Regions from separate parts of the Mus musculus genome. Here region 2 is linked to region 1. A link is a contact called in public HiChIP or PLAC-seq data. All regions are on one chromosome and are shown on one strand. Each heading gives the region's core, a stretch centred on a gene start, on an enhancer-like site or on the middle of the called end of the contact. The rest is flanking DNA. Distances are from core to core; before and after follow the strand shown. Region 1 has its middle 31 kb from the start of Zc3h15. Region 2 overlaps Itgav (integrin alpha V).

Region 1 (4,910 bases), core at 1,782-4,281:
AGGATGGCATTGGAAATCTGATCCTGCTTCCACTTCCTGAATGCTGCTGTGCCTGGCTTAGAAGTCCACCCCTCCCTCTTTCCTTCTTTCTTGTTTGTTTTCTGAGACAGGGTTTCTCCGAGTAACCCTGGCTGTCCTGGATCTCACTCTGTAGAAAAACAGACTAGCCTCAAACTCAGAAATCCACCTGCTTCTGCCCCCTGTGTGCTGGGACTAAAGGCAGGTGCCACTGCCTGGCTAGACACCCACTCTTACTGTTGAAATTCAGTGAAGTTATAAACCAGTACCCTGGTTATATATTACCAGCTATTTACTATGCATAATTATATAGAGGAGAGAGGCATTGGTTAATTTTTGTTTAGGGATTCTGTTTTTTGTTTTGTTTTTTTTCAAATGAGTTTTTATTATGTTGGCCAGGTCATTAATTTGTCCTAAACTTCAACAAACCCCTCACCTCCACATCCTTGGTATTCTAGGCAAACTCCCATGCCCTGGCTTTTTCATAGGCTGTATTTTTGTACAGTTGGCAGCACAGTAAGTTTGTTTACACCATATCACCACCAATACTTGTAGTATCTTGTTTGAACATTAGACAGCTATGACATCACTCCTGTAGGACTTTCCAGGTCAGTTATAATCTGTGGAACGGCCTTCATATGTGAGGAAACACTTGAAGTGATGACAACCTATTCAAGCTCTGAGCTTTTAAAACTAGGCCTTAGAAATTCAGAAAGCATACAGTGTGGAAAATTTGGCCATGTTCTCTAAACCTATCACGGATGGAATCTTTTGGCTGTAAAACCGTTCTGGAGAAGAGGCTGTTCATCGCCTGCATGGGTCACCATGTTCTAGACACTGCCAGTAAGCCAGAGTCATTTTTACTTTAATGAATATTGCAGTTCAGTTTCAAAAGCATGAAACTATTACTAACAATCGTGACGACTCTCCACAGCTTACTACTGAGCATGCGCAGTATTAAAAGCTAGGCTTTCTCGGGGCTTTGCAAGTGGCGGGTAAGTTGCTTACTGTGTAAGCAGGTGGAGCTGAGTTTGATCCTCAGCCCCGTCGTGAAATGTTGGGATTGTTATCCCAGTGCTGAGAGGCAGAGACAAGTCCCTGGGGCTCACTAGCCTGCCACTCTGCCCTAATCAGCCTCAGGTCCGAGGGAGAAACCCTGTCTCCATAGGTGGAGGCTGGTGAGATGGCTCAGTGGGTAACAGAAGGGGCTTGTTGCCAATACTGATGATCTATCTGCATTTCGTCCCTGGGGTCCATGTGACAGAAAAGAGCCAACTCCCCGAAGTTGTCCTCTGACCTCCACATTGTGCCATGGGACAATACATAACTAATATTTGAAGTGCACAGTTGTGGTAGCTTGAGTAAGATGCCCCACATAGCCTCGGGCATCTGAACACTTGGTTCCCAGCTGCTGCTATTTGGGACGTTAGGGAGCCATTACTTTAGAGGAAGTAGAGCGTGGGGGAATTGAAAAACGAGCCGTTTCTAGTGCATCCCTTTTGCTTCCTACTTGGGATTAGCTAGGTGAACGTGACCTGTTCCTGTTACCACACCTACCTTGCTTCTCTGACATAGCGATGAGCAAGTCTCCCTGGGACTGAATGCCCCAAAACACTATCGCCTTGCTCATTGTATTTCATCACAGCAGCAGAAAAGTGAGTAACACAGTGGTTCCCAAGGACTTGCCTGCGGTGTCCTTGAGCCCCACACACGTGCATCCATACACTGCAGAGACTTTCCACGATAAACCTGCACACAAATTTATATTTGAAAAGCACATAGCCAGTCTAGAAAAAGTAGTTGCCTTGGTAAGTAGTAAAATCTTCACCTCACAAACTCAAAACTGCCTAAATTCATTTTGCAATTTGGCATTCTTTATCATCATTATTGTTATTATTTATTTTTAATGTGTATTGGTGTCTTGCCTGCCTCACACATGTCTGTCTATGCGAAGGTGTTCAATCTTGGAGTTTCAGTCATAAACTGCCATATTGTCCTCTGGAAGAGCAGCCAGTGCTCTTAACCACTCCCCATCTCTCCAGCCTCAAACTTGGCATTATTAACTATATGCGTACATTTCTCTTCTAAGCAGGCACTTATAGTCAGAGACATAGCCAAGTTGGTCTAACGTGTCTGTTTTTGATACAGTGGGCAACTTTGGTCTGCTTCTGTTCCAGCCTTCCACTTTTGCCAAGAATAAACCTGGTGGAAATACTAAGCAGGACATGGGCTGTGAAGTTGCCCATAGGCTTCCTAGCCAGCCACACTCAGACTTCCCATAGGCCGTTGGTAATGTCATCTGCCCTGACTGTAAAGCTGTTGCAGAACTGCCTGGAACCTTGTTTGATACTTCACATCAGAGGGAGGGGTTTCCTGCCGAGCCTTTCTCTGTGATTCAGGCTTCTCTGCCATCTTTGTGTTCTGTCCTTTGCCAGCCTCACTTGCTCTCGTGATTGCCATAATCACTTCCACATGAGTGGCTCTATCTCTCGAGTATTTCCAATAAGCTGCTCACAGTAACATGTATTTCCTGCCAGTATGTCAAATTCCAGACTAAAGTCTTTTTTTCTCCAAAATCTCCTAGATTTTTTTTTCCATTTCTTTTCTCTCGTTATTGAAATCTTATCCAGAGACTTGGACTGAAAACAACCAGTCATTGTACCACACCAGGAATTCTCCTGCAGCAGTGCTCTTTTCTGTTCACATGGTCACTGTCTCTTAAGCAGATTCTTATCTTTGTTCAGAATTTGACATACATGGTTTATCTTCCAGAGCAGGAACATCTAGAGTATGAGAGACATGGTGAAAACAAGGGAGGGTTCTCTTAATAGAAACTGGTGTACTTTCCAACCTCAGATTACAGTCACCAAACTTAACTGTTAACTTATTTCCTTCCCAGAACTGATACATCCAAAGCCCTGCCAGATTTAGCTTCCTGGGGCCTAGCCCTGTTAGTCCTGAGTTCTGCTTCATAACTCTTCAAAAGCTCTAGATTGCCAGCCAAGGAGAATGGAATGCAGGCATGGTCTTCAAGGTCTTGGCTGTCCTGGCTTTGTTGCTATGTCTTGATTCTGATTGCTCAGTGTGATGTGTTTTATATCCTGGGTTTCCTTCTTAGGAAAAGGGGGATTCAAATGCTTGTTCTTCAGCTGTGAGGCTGCCTCCCGGTGGAGCTGCAAGTGCTTACTCAGACAGTCGCACTGGGAACAGGCAGCTATGACTGTGTCTTGTGGGTTTTTATGTCTCATCTGCGTGTTCCCGTTTGAGAAATAGTAACATCCTTAAATAGTCTAATGATGGAGTCCTTTCATGTCTTTGATTCACCAAAACACAGGGCCCCAAATTCACAGGTGTGCCTTTTGCTTCTATGTTCATGTCTTTGAGGGGGGATTTTGTTGTTTTGTTGGAGAGAAGTGTTAGATCACAGTGATTATAAACTTGAACCTAGAGTCATTTAGGAGAGGTGCCGCAGCATATGCCAGTGAGGAATTTTCTTGATAAGATTTATTGAAGAACCAATAACAGGAAGGGCTGCGAGGTACTGGCCTGCTGGTGCTTCCCCCATCCCCTTCTCCACTGTAGTTGAAAGAGGTCTACTTAGTGAGCCAGAGGAAACCCTCCCTAAAATTGCTTTTGTCTAGTATTTTATCTCCGCAGCTAGAAAAGAAACAGTTGTGCTTTGACTTTATGTTTTTGTCTTCTGTCAATTTTGTTCTAAGGCAGAATCTCGGTACGTAGCTCGCCTGGGATCAGATGCCCTGCCTCTGTCTCCCATGTGCTGAGCCACCAAATCTGGCCTTATGGGCACATTTTTCAATCCCTCAAAAAGTGTCTCCTTATGACCAAGAACTCATTTTAGTGCCATCTCCCTAGGACTTGCATTTTTGTAATGAATACTGAACATGGATAAAGGAACATTCTATTAGGCCCCGCTCTAGATGAAGAACTCCAGGTAGTCAGTGGCTGAGAGAGGGAGAGCCTGTAGTTTGGGGCCCATCGAGGCAACACTATCTGGACTCAGCAGGTGTGTATGAAAGTAATATAGAAGCAGTCATCGTCACGAGTTCATAGTCACAAATTCAAGAGGCTGTGTGGAGGAATTGTGTTGGGGAGGAGCACCATGGAAATGATGCTAACAGTGTAGGAAGTCCTCAAAAATAAAAGGCATTCAGCTGTTAAAGAATGTATTTCTACATGCTTTGTATCATGTCATTGTAATGGCTATTGCTTAATACTGTGTTTGAAAATCTGGAAGTATACTAGGCATGATGGCATGAGCCTTTAATCCCAGCAAGCAGAAGCAGGTGAATCTGTTGAGTTCAGGGCTAGCCTGGTCTACAAAGCAAGTTGCAGGACAACCAGGGCTATCCAGAGATTCTTTGGGATCCTACACTGAGTTCTTTGAGATCCCATATGAATTTCAAGCTAGCTTTTTTTTCATTTGTACAAAGATGCCAATGTGATTTGTGATAAGTATTGCGTTGAGTCTGGATAACTCCTGGTACTGTGTGCATTTTAATAGTATGAAATGTTCATATGGGCACAAATGCATTTGCAGTTATTTCCATCTGCAGTGGTGCACGCTTTGGACATCTATGACTAAGTTTAGTGTATAATATTCTATCCTTTTAAATGCCATGGGGAATTAATTTTTCTTTTTTGTCACTGCTGTTTTGTGTGTGCATGCTTGTGTGTGTGTGTGTGTGTGTGTGTGTGTGTGTGTGTGTGTGTGTGTGTTTCATTAACTAAGCATTAACACATACATATTTTCCTATCTTAGAAACCTTATTCACGGGTCAGTGAGATGGATCAGTAGGTAAAGGCCTGAATTCAGTACTGAAAATTAACTCCTGCAAGTTATCCTCTGACATCCTCAAACATGCCATAGCATG
Region 2 (4,910 bases), core at 1,430-3,929, 68 kb after region 1:
GTTACGGCTTCTGCCCTGAAGGAAACATGCCCTCCTGGGAGTTTGGTGGGGCACAAAGAACATATTTTGGAAGATTGTAAAAAAAAAAAAAAAAAAAAAAAAAAGAGGGTTTAATTTTCAAGTCTCTAGTGATTTGCTTCATGATTTTATATTTATTTTTATTAGTTTTAAAATAGAGTTTCTCTGTGTAGTCCTGGCTGTCTTAGAACTTGATTTGTGTATTAGCCTTGAACTCACGGAAGATCTGCTTGTCTCTGCTGGGATTCAAAGCAGGCCACTGTGCACCCCCCCCCCCAAGTTTATTTGGGTAATATGAGCCAGTTGTCCAACACATTTGAGGTAAAAAAAAAACAAAAAACAAAAAACAAACCAAAACAAACAAACAAAAAAAAACCCCCCAAAAAACAATGTTTCTTCCAGCCCTGGAATCCCCGATCTGTATTTTATTTCCTTTTTAAGAGTGGCAACACAGTCCAGCAGTCTGGGTGGTTCAGCATAGTGACAGCGGGACAGCAGCGACTTCGGGGCTGTGACTCAAAATATTTACTTCCCTCATGTGTTCCAGAGTGGCTGCCAGTCCCCGCCAGGTCCTGAATGAGCTGCCTGTGGGTTTGTTTGGAGAGCGGCCTTTCCTTGCTTTCTCCCGCCCACTCTATTCACACTTCCTTTCAGCGGGGCCACTGTCTGATGTGGACTCTAGTATTTTAAGACTTGGGCTCTTAGTGAAGACAAACTTCCTTTGCAGCAAGCTTCTTGAAAGGATGGAGATCTGGAGTCGTGGCTGTTGAAGCTGGAGGCAGTTAGATGTAGTAGATGGCGTGTATATGTGTGCATTTTTATGATTATTGACTTAACTTTGGGTGTTACTATAGGCCAGTGCATATATCAGCTGTATTTAGTAATGTAATTGGACATTTGGTGAAGATTTGTGTGTTTGGGTGTTTCGCCTGCATGTATGTCAGTGCATCACGTGTAGGAACTTCAACCATTGGATCCCCTAGAACTGAAACCACAGATGGTCATGACCCGCCATGTGGGTGCCATGTGGGTGCTAGGAATCAAACTGGATCCTCTGGAAATGCAGCCAGTGCTTTAAAGTGTGTCACCTCTCCAGCTTTGGAACTGAAAACATTGATGCATGGTGCTTTAAGGCATGGCTGTTGATTCTGAACACTCCTCCACTTCAGAGAAGCTCTATGTTGTTTTGGAATGAGTGCCCTTCCTGCTGCCCTACTTCCTCTAAGGTAGTAGTTTTCAGTTGAGACCTCTTTGGCAACTCTTATCTTTAAAAGTACTTATACTACAATTCAGAGCAGTAGCAAAATTATGATTACGAAGTAGCAGTGAAACAGGTTTATGGTTGGGGGGTCACTACAACATGAAGAACTGTATTAAAGAGTCACAGTATTAGCAAGGTTGGGGACCAACTATATTAAGGGTCACAGGTCAGGCAAGTTGAGCACCACTGCCCTAAGGAAGCCAGGCCTTTTAATATTTAATGTAATGTAATTTATTTATTTATGTTTTGAAGACAGGGGTTCTACTTGCTTGAACAGGCAGCCCTCAGACTCTTGATTTACCAGCCTCGGTGTCCTGAGTGCTGGGGTTACAGACTTGCATCACAATGTCTGCCTTAAATTAGTTTTTAAAATTTCTGCTTACATCCAAAACATATGTCTGATATCTGATGCTTTAAAAACAAAACAAAATGAAAAACCTCTGACCAGTATTCATTTGTTCTTAATAAGTGGTAAATATGTTTTCATATGGAAAAGAACTATGGATTTTAAACTGGTTGATAAGCATAAGACCAAAAATATAGAATTTGCATGTATTTTCTGTGACTTTTCTAGCTTACATTAATCTTGATATCCACAGAGACAAGTCCCTGAGAAGCATTATGGCAGGAAGTATCTTTTTTTCCTTTCCTTCTTTTTTTTGTTTTTTTTTTTGTTTTTTTTTTTTTTTTTTTTTTGTTTTTTCCAGACAGGGTTTCTCTGTGTAGCCCTGGCTGTCCTGGAACTCACTTTGTAGACCAGGCTGGCCTCGAACTCAGAAATCTGCCTGCCTCTGCCTCCCGAGTGCTGGGATTAAAGGCGTGTGCCACCATGCCCGGCTCCTTTCCTTCTTTCTTTTTGAGTGGTGGTGGCACACGCTTTTAATCCCAGCACTGGGGAGGCACAGACAGGCAGATCCTTGAGTTCGAGGCCAGCCTGGTCTAGAGAGTGAGTTCCAGGACAGCCAGGAGTACACAGAGAAACCCTGTCTCAACAACAAAACAAAGCAAAACCAAACAGGATTCCCTCCCCTCCCTCCCTCCCTCCCTCCCTCCCTCCCTCCCTCCCTCCCTCCCTCCCTCCCTCCCTCCCTCCCTCCCTTCCTTCTTTCTTTTCTTCCTTTGTTTCTTTCTTTTTATAACATATAATATATTTTAAGTGGAACACAGACACTTGGGGATGCACATGGGCTTCTCCATGAGGATCTTGTCCACAGCAGTGGGTGCCTCCCATGTCCATAGTGAGCTGCACAGAGGCATCTGCATCTTGGGAACTAAACAGGAGAAACCCTTTTCAAACAAGCGGAAGAAATCGCTGCAGTGGGAAAGGCACAGGGGAAGACTGCCCTGGATCTAGGACAGCCTCCCTTTTCACTGTATGATTCATTGTAAAGAGGAAGTGAGCTCTGAGAAAAATATCTGAAGTATTCTGGTAGGGGGGAGAAGGCAGTTCTCCAGGAGCTCCAGGCTCTGGGTACCAGCGTGGCTCTTGTACTGACTTGGGCTTTCAGGAACTGTTCCTTCCCTGGTGTCAGTGTCTCGTGCATGCTTGCTCCCTCTCACCCCCATGTCGCTGCACACCCATACAGCATTCTGGAGGATCTGCAGCAGACATCCTGAAGGTCATAGCCTCCATCTCGAGTTAGGCTGCTGAGGTTTGGTCATTCTTAGTCAGCAGTGGGTTGCTGACAAACATCCAGAAGAAGGGCTGCAGTCAACCTGGGTGCGGTCATGTGTACTGTAGGACCCGGTGGAATTGGAACTGGCACCAGCCAGGGCAGTGGTCACAGCAGTAGACTAGGGGTTGTGTTGAGCCATTTACACGAAGTCAAAGGGGCCCCATCCTTCCATGTCTCTCCTTGCGATGTTTGTGACAGCTTCTGAGTTCTTCCATCTTTCTCCCTCAAAACCAGATCCACTTCCCCAAAGCCCAAACTCTTTAGCTCATGTTCAATATCCTCCCATGTGTCAGCACATGCCCTGCCTCATCCTTCCACATAGGCACTGCCTTGCACATCTCCCCGAGGTTTGCCCCATCCAGGTGATGGAAGGCCTTTAGCTGGTGGTGCCATGTCCTCCGCCTCTGCAGCAGGCTGCTTTGAGAGAAAGGCAGAGGAAGCAAACCTGGCAGGCCATGACGTTGATTCACTCTGAGGTCCCAGGATCCACCAGGATATCTACTCACTCGAAACAGTAACACTGGTACAGTCAGGGCTATATAAGAACTGGGAGTCCCTGAGCAGGAGATGGAGCTAGCTCTAGTTCAGGTCCTCACAGGAAAGGAAGAGGGTTTCCAGGAACTTGTCCTTATGTGGGAAACATGCTCCTCCCTCAAACAAGGGCTGCTACACGTACACCCTACCCTGGAGACTTCCACGACAGGCAGATAGATGTCTTTGATGTTCTGTCAGCTCACGGTGACTTATCACTTGATGATCTCTCTGCCTAGGAGGTGAGGCTGAGGACAGCAGTTTCCTGGAGTCTACCAGTATCACGTCCATGATATGATCAGCCTTCAGGCTCAGGAAGGGTTTCAGCTATTGCTCTTCCAGGTGGCCGACAGGGTCAGGGGCAAAGCTATCTGGAATCACCATGTTCCAAGAGAGAGGGCCTTGGAGCAAGAGAAAGGTGCCTCCTAGGAACCACTGATGTTGTCTGCTAGAAGGACCTGTGTACCGGGGATGGTATAGGAAGAGGTATTTTGTATACCATTTTGTTTTATATTTTATTTTATTCCTATACTGTTATCAAAGTCATTTATTTTTAGTTATATGTATTTTTGAATGTCTGTGGGTGGGTATGCACCATATGTATGCAGGTGCCCTTGGATGTTATTGGATCCCATGAGGCTGTGAGTCAGCCCCCATGGGTACTGGGAGCTGAACTTGGGTCCTCTGGAAGACTAGGGCATGCTCATCACATCTGAGCCATTTCTCCAGCTGTTTCTACCTTGTCAGTCTGTTTTGTAAGGAGAGTGAGACCATGGTGGCTGTTCCAAGCTTCTGCTACTTGACAGTGTACAACAACATCCGGTGCTACCATATACAAACTTAAATAAAGCAAAGTATATTTCTTGAGAAAAACATTTGTTGAGACAGTTTTGGAAAGTAGCATAATTAAACAAAATTTTACAAAGAGGAATTGTCTTCTAAACATCCAGGCCTAAAATAATTGAAGAAAAATGGCTTAGCACAGGGTCATTTTCAGCATGAATGGAGGGCGTTCTTTAGCACAGTGGAAAGGCCCTTCACAATTCTTTTCCTGACTTTTCCTCCCCTGATGTAGAGAACAACCCTTAATTCCCTTAGAATCCAGGAATGCCTACTCTTTTATTTCTTTGCATAAAACTTGGTCTAGAGCAGTGGTTCTCAACCCGTGAGTCATGACTCTTATGGGATGTTGTATGACCTGTACACAGGGCTCACCTAAAAACATCAGGAAACACATTTGCATTATGATTCATAACAGTAGCCAAATTACAGTTATGAAGGAGCAATGAAACTAATTTTATGTTTGCGGCCACTATAACATGAGGAACTGTATGCAGCATTAGGAAAAGCCACTGATCTAGAAGGTATTTCTTTGTTGGTACTGTACAACTGTATTCGTAGCCTCTCATGATTGTATTGTAGTA

Evidence for each region. HiChIP or PLAC-seq counts read pairs in DNA pulled down with a chosen protein or histone mark.
Region 2: an H3K27ac HiChIP or PLAC-seq map of embryonic fibroblasts shows a contact between it and region 1, with 36 read pairs. The contact joins two enhancer-like sites. A contact is called at or near these places in 2 of 15 datasets of contacts at CTCF or cohesin (CD8 T cells and the NIH/3T3 cell line), 17 of 484 Hi-C or Micro-C datasets (the AML12 cell line, CD8 T cells, arterial endothelial cells and 11 more) and 7 of 115 datasets of contacts at active chromatin or transcription factors (CD8 T cells, bone marrow-derived macrophages, effector CD8 T cells and 3 more).

The regions. Positions count from the first base shown.
Region 1 is chr2:83,673,445-83,678,354 of GRCm38.p6, forward strand. No RefSeq gene overlaps it. Among named protein-coding and RNA genes, the nearest start is that of Zc3h15, 31 kb to the left of the region's middle. Within about 2 kb of position 3,032, at least 57 of the 459 cell types and tissues checked have an H3K27ac peak or open chromatin away from gene starts, as enhancers often do. A contact at or near this core is called in the NIH/3T3 cell line, embryonic fibroblasts, granulosa cells and 1 more, where this site is marked.
Region 2 is chr2:83,741,817-83,746,726 of GRCm38.p6, forward strand. The region is part of intron 2 of Itgav (integrin alpha V); the gene reads left to right. It also overlaps the pseudogene Dnmt3l-ps1. Among named protein-coding and RNA genes, the nearest start is that of Itgav, 20 kb to the left of the region's middle. Within about 2 kb of position 2,680, at least 110 of the 459 cell types and tissues checked have an H3K27ac peak or open chromatin away from gene starts, as enhancers often do. A contact at or near this core is called in the NIH/3T3 cell line, embryonic fibroblasts, granulosa cells and 1 more, where this site is marked.